2 separate regions of the Mus musculus genome follow, and region 2 is linked to region 1. A link is a contact called in public HiChIP or PLAC-seq data. All regions are on one chromosome and are shown on one strand. The core of a region is the stretch at or near the end of the contact, and the rest is flanking DNA. Distances in the headings are between cores, read along the strand shown. Region 1 overlaps Chd6 (chromodomain helicase DNA binding protein 6). Region 2 holds the start of 9430021M05Rik (RIKEN cDNA 9430021M05 gene).

Region 1 (6,988 bases), core at 2,259-4,758:
AAATTTTAGTAGAAGTTACATTAATTAAAATTGTATGCCGCTGCCTGTCATCATTTTTTTTATTTCACTTTCTGTTTCTTTCATCAGTGTGTGAGCTCTACTGTTTGTTACTTCGTTTCATTGTTTCTTCTTGGGAGTGATTGTAAGTGCTGTTGTGATCTCACTCCCATTCCCATGTTCCTTACCACAGGGAGAGAAATCCTGTGTGTGTTTTCTGCCTGCCCTGCACCCTCAGCTGTTTTGGGCTTGCTTACCCATTTTAGGCCACTTTTTATGGATTTCTTTGTCTTGTCGTCATCTGCAAATACAAAGTTAAAATTCCCATCTGGTCTAAATTTTAAAACTTCTTTCCTTTTCTTGGATTCTGGTACTGGCTGAAACTTTTAGCACTTTATTGGGTAATATTGGTGGGATAAATATCCTTGTTGTAGGTATTAGGAGTAAAACACTTATCGTTAGAGTAATATTGATTAGGGGTTGAAGAGGTGGCTCCTCGTTTAAGAGCACTTGATCTCATAGAAGATGTGGGTTCAAATCCCAGCATCCACATGGTGGCTCATAACCATCCATAACTCCAGTTCACTCCAGTTCACCAGGCACTCATGTGGTTCATATACATACATGGAAGCAAAATATTCAGAAACATAAAATAAGTAAGTCTCTTTAATGCATTTTTATTTTTTTAAATAATTATTTGTTTATTTTATATATATGAGTACACTGTAGCTGGCTTCAGACACACCAGGAAAGGCCATCAGATCCCATTACAGATGGTTGTGAGCCACCATGTGGGTGCTGGGAATTGAACTCAGAACCTCTGGAAGAACAGTCAGTATTCTTAACCACTGAGCCATCTCTCCAGCCCCTTAATTCTTATTATAAAAATAATACTAGCCAGGCAGTGGTGGCGCACGCCTTTGATCCCAACACTTTGGAGGCAGAGGCAGGCAGATTTCTGAGTCGAGGCCAGCCTGGTCTACAAAGTGAGTTCCAGGACAGCCAGGACTATACAGAGAAACCCTGTCTCGGAAAAAAACCAAAATAATAATAATAATAATAATAATAATAATAATAATAATAGTAGATTATTTTTGTTAGGTCACTTTATCAGAAATAAAAGGCATTTCCATAATTCTAGTTCCTGAGTTTTTATCATAAATAGCTGTTGAATTTTGTCATATGCTATTTTTCCTGTTAGATAAAAGTGGTTTTCAGGGTTTTTCTTCCTCCTCTCTCCTGTTTTCTGATAGGGACGGTCTTAAATGCTTACCAGGTGTGTGTGCATGCCCAGGAGCCAAAGGCCGTTTGAGCAGATGTTGTCTTTGAGCAGATGTGTCTGGCAAATGCCATGGGTTCTGACTCAGAATGTTTCATGGATCGGAAGTTTGCACAGCACTGCCCTTTGATGATTCTACTTAGAGCCAGAGTCTCCACTCTCCTGATCACACAGTTACATTCAGTTCTGTTCTGTTCTTTAGTATTTGCATACATTCTCTCTGAGCTTTTTGTTTTCTGATTCCCTTCAGTTCACTGTGTCTCAAGCCTTTGCAACACAGGAAAATAAGTTCTTGAAAAGTTTATGTCCCATGTGGGAAAGTGGTGTTATTACTGCTCGGTGCTGAGCATGTACTCCAGGTGGGCACTCATTAGAGTATGATTAGCTACCACACACACACACACACACACACACACAATCCCATTCTCATCTGTGATACTTTTGATCAGAAAACAGTTGCCAGCTACAAGGTTCAAAGTTCAGAAGCTGGGTTGTTGTATGAACCACACACAGTTTTAAGAATATCTGTGCTTGGAATGGTCTCAAACCCAGAATCATTAACAGTGTTTATCACATGCTATGCACGTTGGGAAGGTAACACCTCTGTTAACAAAACAAGAAGTAATGAAGCAGCTTTTGTTAGCACAGTACTGTGTGGCAAGTGCTGTCTTTTGTTAGCACAGTACTGTGTGGCAAGTGCTGTCTCTGCTGTCTGCAGCTCTGGCTGCAGTGGCGAGACTGGGGCTTGGGTGCTTTCTGAAATAGGAAAGCAGTGATAGGGTGACATTGTGGCCAATGGACGATCAGGGAGAAGGAGGAGAAAAGACTTGGAAGGACATTTTATGACGTAAATGGTCAAATCCTGCTGTAAGGAACCTTTAGTCTGGAACTGAACAAGAACCCATTTCTTGTGGGTTAAGATCCTCTAAATTCATCGGGCAGTGGTGGCGCACGCACTCCTTTAATCCCAGCACTTGGGAGGCAGAGGTAGGCGGATTTCTGAGTTCGAGGCCAGCCTGGTCTACAGAGTGAGTTCCAGGACAGCCAGGGCTACACAGAGAAACCCTGTCTAGGGTTCTCAAAAAACAAACAAAAACAAAGAAAGATACCCTAAACTCAGTATTAATTGTATGTAAATTTTATCGTACTTACAAACAGGCATCATTCTTTCCCCTTTGTCCGGAATTAGAGCACAGTCTCAGTCAGCTACATAAATCCTAAGCAAACTAAACTGTCCCCTATCTGCTCCTGCAGGCTCTGTAATAAGACACCTGAGCTTTATGACATTTGGTTTTATATCTACTTTGTACACAAAGTTTATGCAAAAGTAGGAACCTTGATTTTCTTGCAAAATGAAAACATCAGCAGGGTCTTTTTGATTCTGACTTCAGACCTTTTGTTACCTGTATACAGAGATCCTTGTGTTCTGCAGACTCCTTTACTTTTTTTCAGTGTCTAGCTCGAGAATCACCTCTTAGACCCGTCCCAGCAGTCCCTGGTTGATGTTCTATGTTGCCTTTGGTACTGCGTGCATAGCCACTGCTTGTCTTTCACTCACCAGACAGAGTCCCCAGGACTAACTCTTCTGATGTTTCCACTGTTAGTCCTGGAGCCTAGCACTTTACTCATTATCTGGCCAACTGCTGTGTTGACACTGGGGTTTGGTAAGGGCATAGGAGAAATCCCCTGAATCCAGAGATCCCTCCCAAGTCTGCACTGCCACTGCCACCTCAACCAAGACAAAATGGGGGGCAGGGGGAGCAGCCATGCACAGAGGAGACTAGGCCTTCTAGTTTTAAGTAAGGAAATAAATGTACCTCACTCCTCAGTAGGGAAATACCATGTACATAGCTGTGCCACCTTCCGCTGCCGGCATTACCTTGGAGGGAGCACAGTGTGTTCACTCACCCGCAGAGCTACACTGCACTCACAAGCCCCTCAGAGGTCACTTCTGAACCTGAGTTTCATCACCATTGATGATTAGCTTAAGCGACTTCCCTGCTCCACACTTTCTCCGGCTGTCTAACACTGGTTGCTAACAATACGTTTTTAAAAATTCTTCCGCAGTATTGACTGCAGCCTGTGCAGCAGTTTCTTCCCTAGACTCAGTAGACCCCAGTGGTGCTGTTACTACTGTTGGTAATCCTCTACATAAGGACATATACTCCAGGCAAAGGAGAAATGCTAAGTGTCTGTTAATATTCCCTCCTCCCAGCTACCAGCTATTAATGCATTGGCTTTGTGCCAGCACATAGATTGCTCATTATACTCCACAGCCACCCTGTAATAAGCTGAGTATTACTTTCTCCATTTTCAAAAAGAAGAAAAGCACCTTAGAGAGAAGGAGCCATTTTGCCCAAAGCCAAAGAACAGAGGCTTTGTTCTCAGGATGGAGAAATTGTGTTCTGTCTGTCCCTTTGTCATCAGCACTCTGGACCCCTTACCTGAAGTCAACTCATTTCTTAGATGAACATGTCTTTCCCTTGTAAGTAGAAAATGGTGTTCCATGTTAAACTGTGAGCTCAGCTGTAAGACCTTCTGTGTACCCACAACTATTGGCTTCCTGTGCATCAAACTCACATTCATCTGGTTACTTGGCCATGTTCTGTCATTCTGTTGATGATAAATGCTTTACAAAAGATGGGATACAGGAAAAAGCACTTATTCATACCAAGAACTTTCCTATGTGAGTGTTTACTCAAGGATTATTCACGTTTACTAAATGCACCAGCAGAAACTGCTGGATAGACTGGAGGAGAAAACTGTGTGCTGACCTCACACCACACTGGGAGCCTGTAGCTGTGGACAAGCCCTTGTCAGCTGCCATTATGCCTTCAGAGGGAATGTTTCCCTCTGCTTGATAGGCTGGTACACTCTGCCACCCAAGCTTTGTATGCTGTAGAGTATTTTCCCCTGCCAGTATCTATCCTTAAAAATGTCAGCATTCAAAGTACCTCACAGAGGTTCTAGCCACATCTAAAGGCTCTTGTTGGCTGGAAGACAGACAGACAAGATGTAGTAGGACTTTTTAGTTTTGTTCACCTGCCTAAAGAGTAGGATGCGGAGGCACTTTTTGATGCCATTTCAAAATGGCATCATAGATCATCCTCATTTTCTGCTCTGTTAAATAGTAGGAAACAGTTCTGGGCAGTAGAAGGCAGCTTAGCTAGTGCTCCCCAGTCCTAAGTGTCTTTTCACCTCCAAAGCCAATTTTTTTCTGGAACTCTCTTGGTTCCCTTTCTTAGATAACTTGGTCCTCAAATCAGACTACCTGTATTCGAGGCCCATGTTATAGCCTGAGACCCTGAGTGACTCAGCCTCCTGGGGCAGTTGTCTGGACCTGTGAGATAGTTGGAATAAGTAGAGGGGCCGTGTGAAGGGTTTTGTCACCCCCATTCTACACAGGAGAAATCCATATTCAGAAAATGGACTTCTTTCTCTGCACTTTCTCTAGGGTTTTCTCTCCTGGGTCCATACATGGCTTCAGGGCCTAAAAGAATGTTTTAAGTTTTAACTATTGGAAGCTCTGTGTGTCTATCCACCTTCACTGTGTCAGAGCACCTGTCTCCTGTCCAGGAGCCAACAAGTGCTTTCAATAAACACCAGCAGTGACTCTCCTAGACACTTCACTCACTCTCAGAGTCTTCCTGTTTCATATCTTCTGGCAAGTAGAACATTCTTAACTTGGGCATCTCCTTTCCCAGTCCCAAATCATCCTTTGTAAAGAGCATTTGTAAAGTTTTACTTTGAGACAGGACAAAGCTAATGAAGCCGTCTGTTCAGCCGATTTCATTAGTGCACTGACGTCACAAACTCTGTGCTTCTGCTCTTACTCCAGGTTGGTTTGGAGCTTCAGATGTTAATTTTAAGTTACACCATTGGGACCCATGTCTGGAGCAGTCATGCTTTATAAAAAATAGTGTCCGTTTCCATAATGAGCGATACCCTGACTTTTTCACAGTGAAAAACAGAAATGCTCTTTGTGAGATGACAGTATTAAATTGCAAGTAGTGGTGGCAAAGCAGATATTTAAATTCACAGCTAAAACAGAAATGGTGCTTATAAATAGTAATTGAGTTTCCCATCCCTTAACCTGATTCTCTGTGGGAAGAAGCTCTGGGGGAGGGCGTGTGAGAGGAACTGCCTAAGTGAGCTTTGGTTGTGAGGCCTGTCTGGGTCTTACGATGTCCAGAGGCTTTTCTGTGCATGCATAGTCTTTGCAGCAGGGCCTTTCTCAGTGGTTTCTTCTGGGCTGCAGTTTCGCTGATGCAATGGCTTCATTTATCCCTAGGCGAGTCCCAGTGATGGAAGTGATGGCATTTTTGGTGAAAAGAAGGATGACAGCCAGGCAGGTGAGACTGTGTCCTGCAGGCAAAGAAAAGTAAGGTCCCAGTTTGTAGTTACTGTGAAGTTTATATAAATCAATGCTATCTTTAAGGAGATTTAAAAGTAAGTTGACCTGTATTAAGCTTCCCTAGAGTGACACATGTCTCTGAGTTCCTCCAGCTAATATCAGATGCAAAAGTTACACAAGCGCTGTCTTCAGGACATAATCTGACCAGTAAAGAAGGGACTGTAATCTCACTGGTGTGGGGTGTTTTGTATCTCAGTTTAATCTTGACTGGAGCTTTGGTAGTTGGAAGGGTCAGCTGCATAGAAGCCATGACTGTGAAGAAGGCAACAGAATTTTGCTCTTTCCTTTCTGTAGAGTGACTCTGCCCTCCAGAAAGAGGTGTGCATTTGAGCAAGAACAGCACTGACCACAATGCAAAGCTGTTTTTAAAGCAAAATTGTTGCCTTTCCCACTAGCCTGGCTCCTGACTGATGTTAAAGCAGCTGTTGTAAACCACTAAGCCTGTTTCTTTGTGTTTAAACAAACAAGGAAAGACCCTCTTGTTGCATTTGCCTGTGTAAATACTAATGTCCTCACTGATGTTTGAAGCCCAGGATGGCTCCGACCCAGACAAATCACCCTGGCCAGTTTCCTCTGCCCTCACTGCTCGACTCAGGCGTCTGGTCACTATTTACCAGCGCTGCAACCGCAAGGAGCTATGCAGACCTGAAATCTTAGGCCCAGGTAACCAAGGATACTGGGTTCAGGAGGAAGTGTTCAGGAGAACTTCAGAAATGGACCTCATCAACAAGGAAGCCCAAAAAAGGTAACAGTCGGGGCAAGAAAGCATTTTAGATAAGTGGTCACTGGGTAAAGGGGACAAGGGAAAGGCTAGTAGCTGGAGGTACATGAGTTAAGAAATTCTGAGCAGTCCCAGGTGACAGACTGCCTTCAGAATTTCTTAACCACAGCCTCCAATGGTGAATAGGGAGGCAAATAGATCTAAGACCCTCTGTGCACAATGCCTAGATATAAGACTTTCTAACTTGTATTATTCCTGAAGTCAGACCCCAGTTTCTGAGAACATAGCTTTAAAACACCATACTGATATATGTTATGCCATATTTCAAATTCCCTGATTCTTGTAACAACAAAAGGAATATTGTGTGTTGAAGCTGTCCTACTATAATCTCGTGTTTATCAAGATTTTGAGATCAATAAATACATATAAAAATCAAAACCCAAATAGAAAGTGTATGTTACTCATAGTTACTTGATCATATGAGAATTAAGCCAAAAAGGCCAGTAAGGCTAGGAATGAACACAGAAGAGCTACAGCTCTGAGTCTTTAGATTATTTTTCTTCTGAGGCAGAATTTA
Region 2 (6,988 bases), core at 2,143-4,642, 1.7 Mb before region 1:
GTATTGCTAGATACAGACTGAAATGATGAATTATAAGCAACGTAGCAAGTGTATTCTTGGGTCCCAGAAAGAAGAGTGCAGCTACCCACAGCAAGTGAGGGGACACAGCATCTCTTCACACAGGCCTTTGTTTTCCCTGAGTCTCCTTCTCCTTATATATAAGATGGGGGTAAATCAAGGACCACACCACTGGCCTTTCTACACAGGTAGATGAGGCACTTTGCCCTTGAGTGTCTTTTCCTGGTTGCTGACAGGTTGGGAAACACTGGGACAGAAGGAGTCTGGAGACGAGGCCTGTCTCTGTGTGTTTTTCTGTCCTCTCTTTGTACATGCTTCCTCCCAGAGGGCATAGGTCACACCTGTTGCTCAGGCTGCAGTCTCAGCCTCTTGGACTCATGCTCACTGTGAGCACAGCAGGTGTCGCTCACTGTGGAGAGGGTACATCCCATTTTCCACTTCCTTGAAAACTGCCCAGATAAAGAGACAACATCTGAATTCTCCTGTTTCGACCCCTACTAGGGTTGGAAGGGAAGTCACCATGCAGATAGGAAAACTAAGGCTTCTAAAGGTTTGCCAAGCATCCCACAGGGTAAATGGAATACTGGCCCAGAGGATGAGAGGGAGGGGGAGGGGAAGGGAGAGGGGGGGGGGAGAGAGAGAGAGGCCTGCTGGTCCAGCAGCACTGGAGGTTGCTTGGTGGAGTACTCACTCCCTCTAGCTATCACAGGACACCCCCTGGGCTCTACCTTCATTCAGCACTGATGCAAAGCCTGCCCTGCACTAGGAGCCAAGAGGAAAGCACCCTCCCACTGGGCAGGTGGATGGAGTCAAATGGCTGTTTCTCTTCTCTAACCAGATATCCCCCCCCCCCCCTCCAGCTGCTAATGCAGGAAGTAAGGAATTGACCCTGGAGCTCTCGGAACCCTGGCCTTCTGAGAGGGTGGTTTTAGCTGGTTCTGAGAAGATCTTTAGGGCATTACTGATCTTGTGGGACCCACCCTCCTCCTTCCTTAAAGCTCCTCTGCCCTCAGCCCTGGGTGAAGCGTCCAGATGCATTGTGGGAACTGTCTCCTAGGACAGACAAGTGGAGAGATAGCATCTCCTAGGTGATGCACCTAGGGGACCAGGACAACAGGTTTGCTGACCAAATGCCTCAAAGAGAAACTTAAGTGAGTTTACCCGGGAAGGGATGTGAGATGGCCCTTCCAGGCAGAGGGAGCTGGTCTGGTGCAGTGTGACAGTGAGGCCAGATGCCAAAGCTTACCAGTCAGTAGGTGGAGCACAGGGCCTGGGAACTACAGCTCCAGACCAAACCCAAGAGGGTGCTGGTTTGAGACCCTGCAGCTGGGCAAGCAAGACCTGCTGCTGTGATCAGGTCACATTCTGCTAGTCGCTCACCAAGAAACAAGATGACTTTCCTTGGGGCCATGCGATCCCCATTCGGATTTTGGAGTTTTGGCTACAGTGATAAATAACATCCTGTAGCATGGGCTCAGGAGCTGAGGGATGGTGAGAGCCCAGAAGATGTCCCGAGAACCGCTATTTTATCCTTAGAATGCCTGAGAGAGGGGACGGATTGGCAGGCACTCAGGGGAACCCTGACAAGTTACACCAAACTACTTAGTGGCTTAGAGACCTCCTATTCCTCTCCTGGGTCAGAGCCCCCCCCCCCCCCCCCCCCAGTCTCCCATCAGCCAGGACAATCACAGCTGTGGGCTGGAGTCATGTTTCTTCTTAGAGGCTGCACTCTAACTCATTAACTTAAGGCTAGGCCTGGATAGACATGGGCTGGATCAAACAGTTGGGCAGTTTAGCTCTGAGCTGAAGGGATCTTCTATTCCTATTGTTCCCAGGGGGGCAATCATCCTGTGTCACCAGAGAACAGCCAAGGCTATGACTGCCCAGTCAAGTGCACTGTCAATATTAGTAAAAAATTTAAGGACCTGCAAGGTAGCTTGCAAGAGGTCTAACTCCCAGGCTCCCGCCACTCCCCCCCCCCCCAAAACCCCCCAGAGCACAAACCCTATTCCCTGGAGTGAGGGCTAAGCAGCAGGGTTTTCTTTTTTTTGGGGGGGGGAGGGGTCCTCTCCCCTGGGAGAGTGCTTTGACCAGGGAAGTGTGGGAGGTGCTTGGCCATGCAATGGGCTGGCCCCTGTGTTTATCTTGAGAAAAGTGGAGGCTGTGGAGGTGGAGGGAGGTCGTTCAGAGCCAGGTGGAAGCATTTGCCTGGAATTACAAGTGTGGGCTGAGAGAAATAAATGGGCTGGTGTTCAATAAAAAACGTCCACCTCGGCAGAGCTGGGGTACCAGTGAGGCTCTGCCAAAGCAACTCCAACCCAGAGCCCCTGGTGCCCCACTTTTGGAGATGCTGGCTGTGTTTGACTTCCATATGACTCCTAATGGTCTGTCTGTCCGGTTCAGTCCTTTGGGACTCCAACAAGGGAGTGGAATGGGGAGGGGGAAACACTTTGTTAAACCGAAGGAGGGCTTTGGGCAGGCAGTAAAGTGTTTACAAAGTAGGAATCCCTTCAGCATCTTTGGGTGTCCTTATCGAAGGCCTTTATATACAAGGCTCACATCCCTCCCCTGGTGGCAGGCCTGTGGGCTGTGGCAGGCACTGCCCAGTGATCTATGTCTTTAGGCCTTCAGCCCCAGCCAGGTCTTTGTTCAGACCAGGAAGCAAAAGGGGGAAAGCTCCATTTCTCTCTGAAAGGGAGAACAGGGGAGGCAGCTAGAGAAGGGGGAGAGATTCCCACACCTGTGTGTGTAGGGCGGGGTTAGGGACAAGAGAAAGAGATGTGTTGTGATTAAGGTCGGCTGTGCTGGACTGCTGACTAGATGATAGGGGATGAGGAAAGAGGGAGGGAAAGGGAGAGAGAAAGAAAGAGAAAGGGAGAATATGAATATACGAGAGAATTTTAGGGTGTGCAGGAGACCCTTCAACAGCTGTCCCCAGCTTTGCGAAGCATCCCCCTCCCGCAATTCACAGCCCTGTAGCGTCCGGAGTTGATCGGGCCTCTCCCTCCCCCTGCCTGCTCGCACTGCCCCCCCCCCCCCCAGTCACCTGTTCTCCCACCCTTACTTCAAAGGCTGTTCCAGGTTTCTCTCCTCCCCCCATCGCCTCGTACCTGCGCCCCCGCAGGGTAGCCTGAAAGCGATGCTCAGCTGGGTGGTGTGGCGCGGGGCGAAGAGGCGAATACCCCGCAGATCCTGTGTGTGCAAGAGCGATGTGTGTACGCGCTTGAGTGCGCGAGCGGCCCCGAGCCGGCCAGCCCGGGAGAGGGTGCGTGGGGGAGCCCGCGAGTGGCAGCCGCGGGCGTGTGCCAGGCGCGGGCGGGCGTGCGCGCGAGGGTGTGTGTGCGTGGCCGAGGCGGAGCGCCCGGGCGGGCGGCGGCGACGGCGGCGGCGTTAGGACTCTGGGGACACCGCCCCCCGGCCCCCGCGTCCCGCCCCCGCCCAGCCTCGCGCCTCAGTTCGCGCCGCGCCTGGGCTCGGAGCGCAGCGGCGCCGGCTCCCGCAGCCGGAGAGGAGCCAGCCCCGGGAGCCCAGCGGCGCGCACTGCCTGCAGCCGCGCTGGCGATGCGGGGCCGCCCCGCGCCCGCCCGAGTCCCGGCCCCGGCGCCCTCGGGAAGGGGCTGAGCCGCTTGCCGCCCGGATGGGGAGCCTTGGCGGGCTCGCCCTCTGCCTGCTCCGGCTCCTGCTCCTGGGGCTGCAGCGGCCGCCGTTGCCCGGCGCCGGAGCGCAGAGCGCCGCAGGTGAGTGCGCCCGCCGGGCTCCCCGGGCCCCTTCGCTCTCCCCAGCCCTGGGAGGAGAAAGTTGGGTCCCGTGGCCAGGGGATGCCGGGGCCCGGTGGGAGTCCCGTCCCAACCTCCGGACGCAGCTGCTGTGTCCAGGCGTGCCCAGTCCCGCTCCAGGTCCCCCCCTGGCCCCTCGTCGCCTTACTTTCCTGCCGCTTCCCCCCCACCCCCGGGCGGGAGTAACTTTGCGCGGCTGTTGCGAATATTTCCACTTGCTGCCTCCCACTTGTCGGAACCTGTCACTCGAGTGTTTCGGGGTGGAGGGAGGAGGCGCCGCTTCTCGCCCGGCGCGGAGCACTGTCACCCGGGCAGCTTCCTGGGCTGCGCGCTCTTGGAGTGGGGAGCACAGGTCCCTAGCAGGCCCAGGCTGCCAGGGCGGTGGCTTTTCCTTTCTCCTGGGAGACACTGAAGATCATCCAGTGTTGTTCTAAACACGCCGCTCCCCTTAGCGAGCCCTTAGCAGCTGGGACTTCCCATGGGAGTGTTCTTGTGAATGACCCACTCGGCTAAACCCTCACCTCACCTCGTGGCTCTGTCCAGAGTAATGGGTACCCTGCTAAGGCCCTTTAAGTGCAGTGGCTTTGATCAGTGAGCTAGTGGGCTTCTGAAAACTTCGGGACACTCGTCTTTCGGCTTGCCCATGGGCAGGTAGCTAGTTCCCCAGAGTGTGTCTAGTGTCTTCTTAGTGGCGACTGAGCTGAAGAGACCACTACCGAGGGTCTCTCTCATCACTAAAACCCCACTGGTAGGGCTTCCTTCCGTGAGTCCCTTAAAGAGGGAAGGAGAGGTGGGGAGGGATACCTCCAAGTTCAAAATCACCTCGAAGTTTCTTAGCACCTTTGGTTTAGGAGTGACCACACTGAGCTGCTGTCGCTGGTCGGGGTCGGGGGCGGGGGGCACGTTGAGGCATGTCAGCGGAACTTAGGAAAGGGTTCTTTTTGGATTGCTAAGCAACAGCTGTGCTCACATAAGAAATCAGGGGAGGAAGAAAGGGAAAGAAAGGCAGTGAGCCTGATGGAAGTCTCTAAACAGGCTGCTTTTGAGAGGAAGAACCGCCGGAGTGACATTCCGTTAGAAATGTCTTAGGTTTTCTTCCCTGACTTGATGTTAAAATGGAAACTGGACACAGGATGTATGGGAAGGAACAGCTTGTTTTCGTGCCAGCGAAGTTGAGCAAGGAGGCCACTCTTTTTGAGGTGTCTGAAGCTGAAAGGCTGGGACAAGAGGGGGAGAAAAGAGACGGCCGCAACATCATTCTGAAGATGCTTCAAGGCTCTTGTTTCCCTCGCTTTGGGGTCTGCGTTAGGTGTGCTGTGTCAGGAAGCTGGCAGGAGGGTGCTTGAGGCAGTCCTGGGGACCCGGGTATGACTTATGATTCTAATCTTTACTGTCTTCTAAGGCTTGGCGGGACATTCATACGTTAATAGTACTCACGTTCCCGCAGCAGAAACCGGATCAAACACGTCCCACAGACCTTTTTTGGGTAGCAGCTGTAAACCCAGAACCTGCTCCAGAAAGCTGTCCAGGGCTGAAACGCACGCCGGTTCCGCATGTTACCGCAAGGTGGCGCTCGCTCACAGCTGTTAAATGCAAATCGAGCCGCTTTCATCTCAGGGATAGAACTTCGGTTCAATTTTTAAATGAGTAATGTGTTTATTCAGCAGCCTTTTGTTAAAACATTTAGAGAAGTGTGAGGAGGAAGCACCTTTTCTTTGTTTGCTGCTCGGAACACACCGGGAAGAAAAGCAATCCTGGAGTACAGTTTGGGAAGAAATCGACTGCGAAGGCGCCATATGTTTCCTTTGGTTCTACCTGGGCCCATAGCTTTTGCAAAGCTACAATAGCATATATTTAGCAAGCGGCTGCGTTGTTCCCGGCTCCTTAAAGGAGTAGGATTAGCTTGTCTTGGTGACTTGGTGCGTTCTAAGCTCCGCTCATTTATAGAAATGGGCATCTTTTTTTTTTCTATACCTAGCTCATTATCGCTCTACTTTAATGCTAACTAGATCGTTTAAACTGGATTCTTCCGGGGCTTTCCTTATGAACATCTGTAATTGTCGACGCGTTAATCCTGCAACTGTTGACTTGTTAAAACGGACTTCTCTTCTTATTTTATTCCTCATTGTGGTATTGTCAGAATCCAAATTTGTTATAAGTATGATTATAGTTTGGGTCTCTTTTGAAAAAGCTTATTTTAAACTTTCTGCAAGTCTGAGTAAATAATGCATTTTAAAACTCAGTAGTGTGTTCTCCATATTCCTTTGATCTGAAGATTCCCCGGTCTCGGAAGCAATTTCAATTTGTGAGCTTACATCTAGGACATTGAGGGCTGATGGGCTTTGCTGTGACTGTTGGTCACAGTGTCCAAAAGTCGGAGTCAGAAGCTGTCATCAAAGGCAATTTCCCCCTACCTTACTCTACCCTGTGTTTCATGAGCCACTACATTTTTTTTTTTTTTGGCGAGGGATTATAGTAAAAGAAAAAAAGTGCTTTGATAATAGTTGGTAAACAGAACACATGATTTGGGAATGAGGGAAGGCTATGGCTACGTAATTAGATACGGGATAATTAGTCTATTTATCAGTGGGTTTCAGTATTACAAGTTAAAGCCAAATCTTGACAGGGACCGACTCTGGGTGGCAGTTGTAAGCAATGTAGTCATTTAACTCAATAATTGCTGCCAGATACCTCTGGGGAGCTGTTCCCACTACAGTTGCATTTTACTTTCTGTCCTGGATTGCTTGATTTGTTTCCTAATAACAGAACAATTAATGTGGAGACCTGGCTTTGATTCTGTTCCAGCAACAACAACAAACATGAAATAAATAGAGACCTCCGTCTTGGGTTACAGTCTGTACCTTTCTCTTCTGTTTCAGTTCCTTCTTGTTTATCCTAAGCACATTTCCACAGGCTTCAGGCTGCCAGCAGAGATGGCTTCTCTTGTAGTGTTATAACTGTCACCTTACAGAGCCATGATCAGAGGATATTACAGCATCGTTCTCTTAAGCACGGGATACTCCCATGACTCTCTGACTGCGTGTTGCTGTGGAAACAAGAGCATTGCTATGTAGGCAGTGGTCCTTGATAAATATTTATCGATGGTGATGAAGAGATGGTGGAGCCTCACAGTAACCAGGATGGGGAAGGAGTATCGTGTTTGGGAGGCAGCGTGGCTTGGAGAAAAGCACTGG

The links. HiChIP or PLAC-seq counts read pairs in DNA pulled down with a chosen protein or histone mark.
Region 2: a contact with region 1 is called in an H3K4me3 HiChIP or PLAC-seq map of embryonic forebrain, with 6 times the contacts expected there. The contact joins the promoter of 9430021M05Rik here to the enhancer-like site in region 1. A contact is called at or near these places in 3 of 39 promoter capture datasets (the 3T3-L1 cell line and the C10 cell line) and 2 of 115 datasets of contacts at active chromatin or transcription factors (embryonic forebrain and forebrain).

What each region holds. Positions count from the first base shown.
Region 1 is chr2:160,968,786-160,975,773 of GRCm38.p6, reverse strand. Chd6 (chromodomain helicase DNA binding protein 6) reads left to right here. Exons shown (of 37, transcript NM_173368.3): 28 at 5,568-5,628; 29 at 6,219-6,435. Among named protein-coding and RNA genes, the nearest start is that of Emilin3, 60 kb to the right of the region's middle. Within about 2 kb of position 3,508, at least 20 of the 459 cell types and tissues checked have an H3K27ac peak or open chromatin away from gene starts, as enhancers often do. A contact at or near this core is called in embryonic forebrain, where this site is marked.
Region 2 is chr2:162,657,567-162,664,554 of GRCm38.p6, reverse strand. It overlaps 9430021M05Rik (RIKEN cDNA 9430021M05 gene), which reads right to left and starts at 3,392. Exons shown (of 4, transcript NR_033569.1): 1 at 3,129-3,392; 2 at 2,759-2,834. It overlaps Ptprt (protein tyrosine phosphatase, receptor type, T), which reads left to right and starts at 3,408. Exons shown (of 31, transcript NM_001291150.1): 1 at 3,408-3,755. The coding sequence starts at 3,656.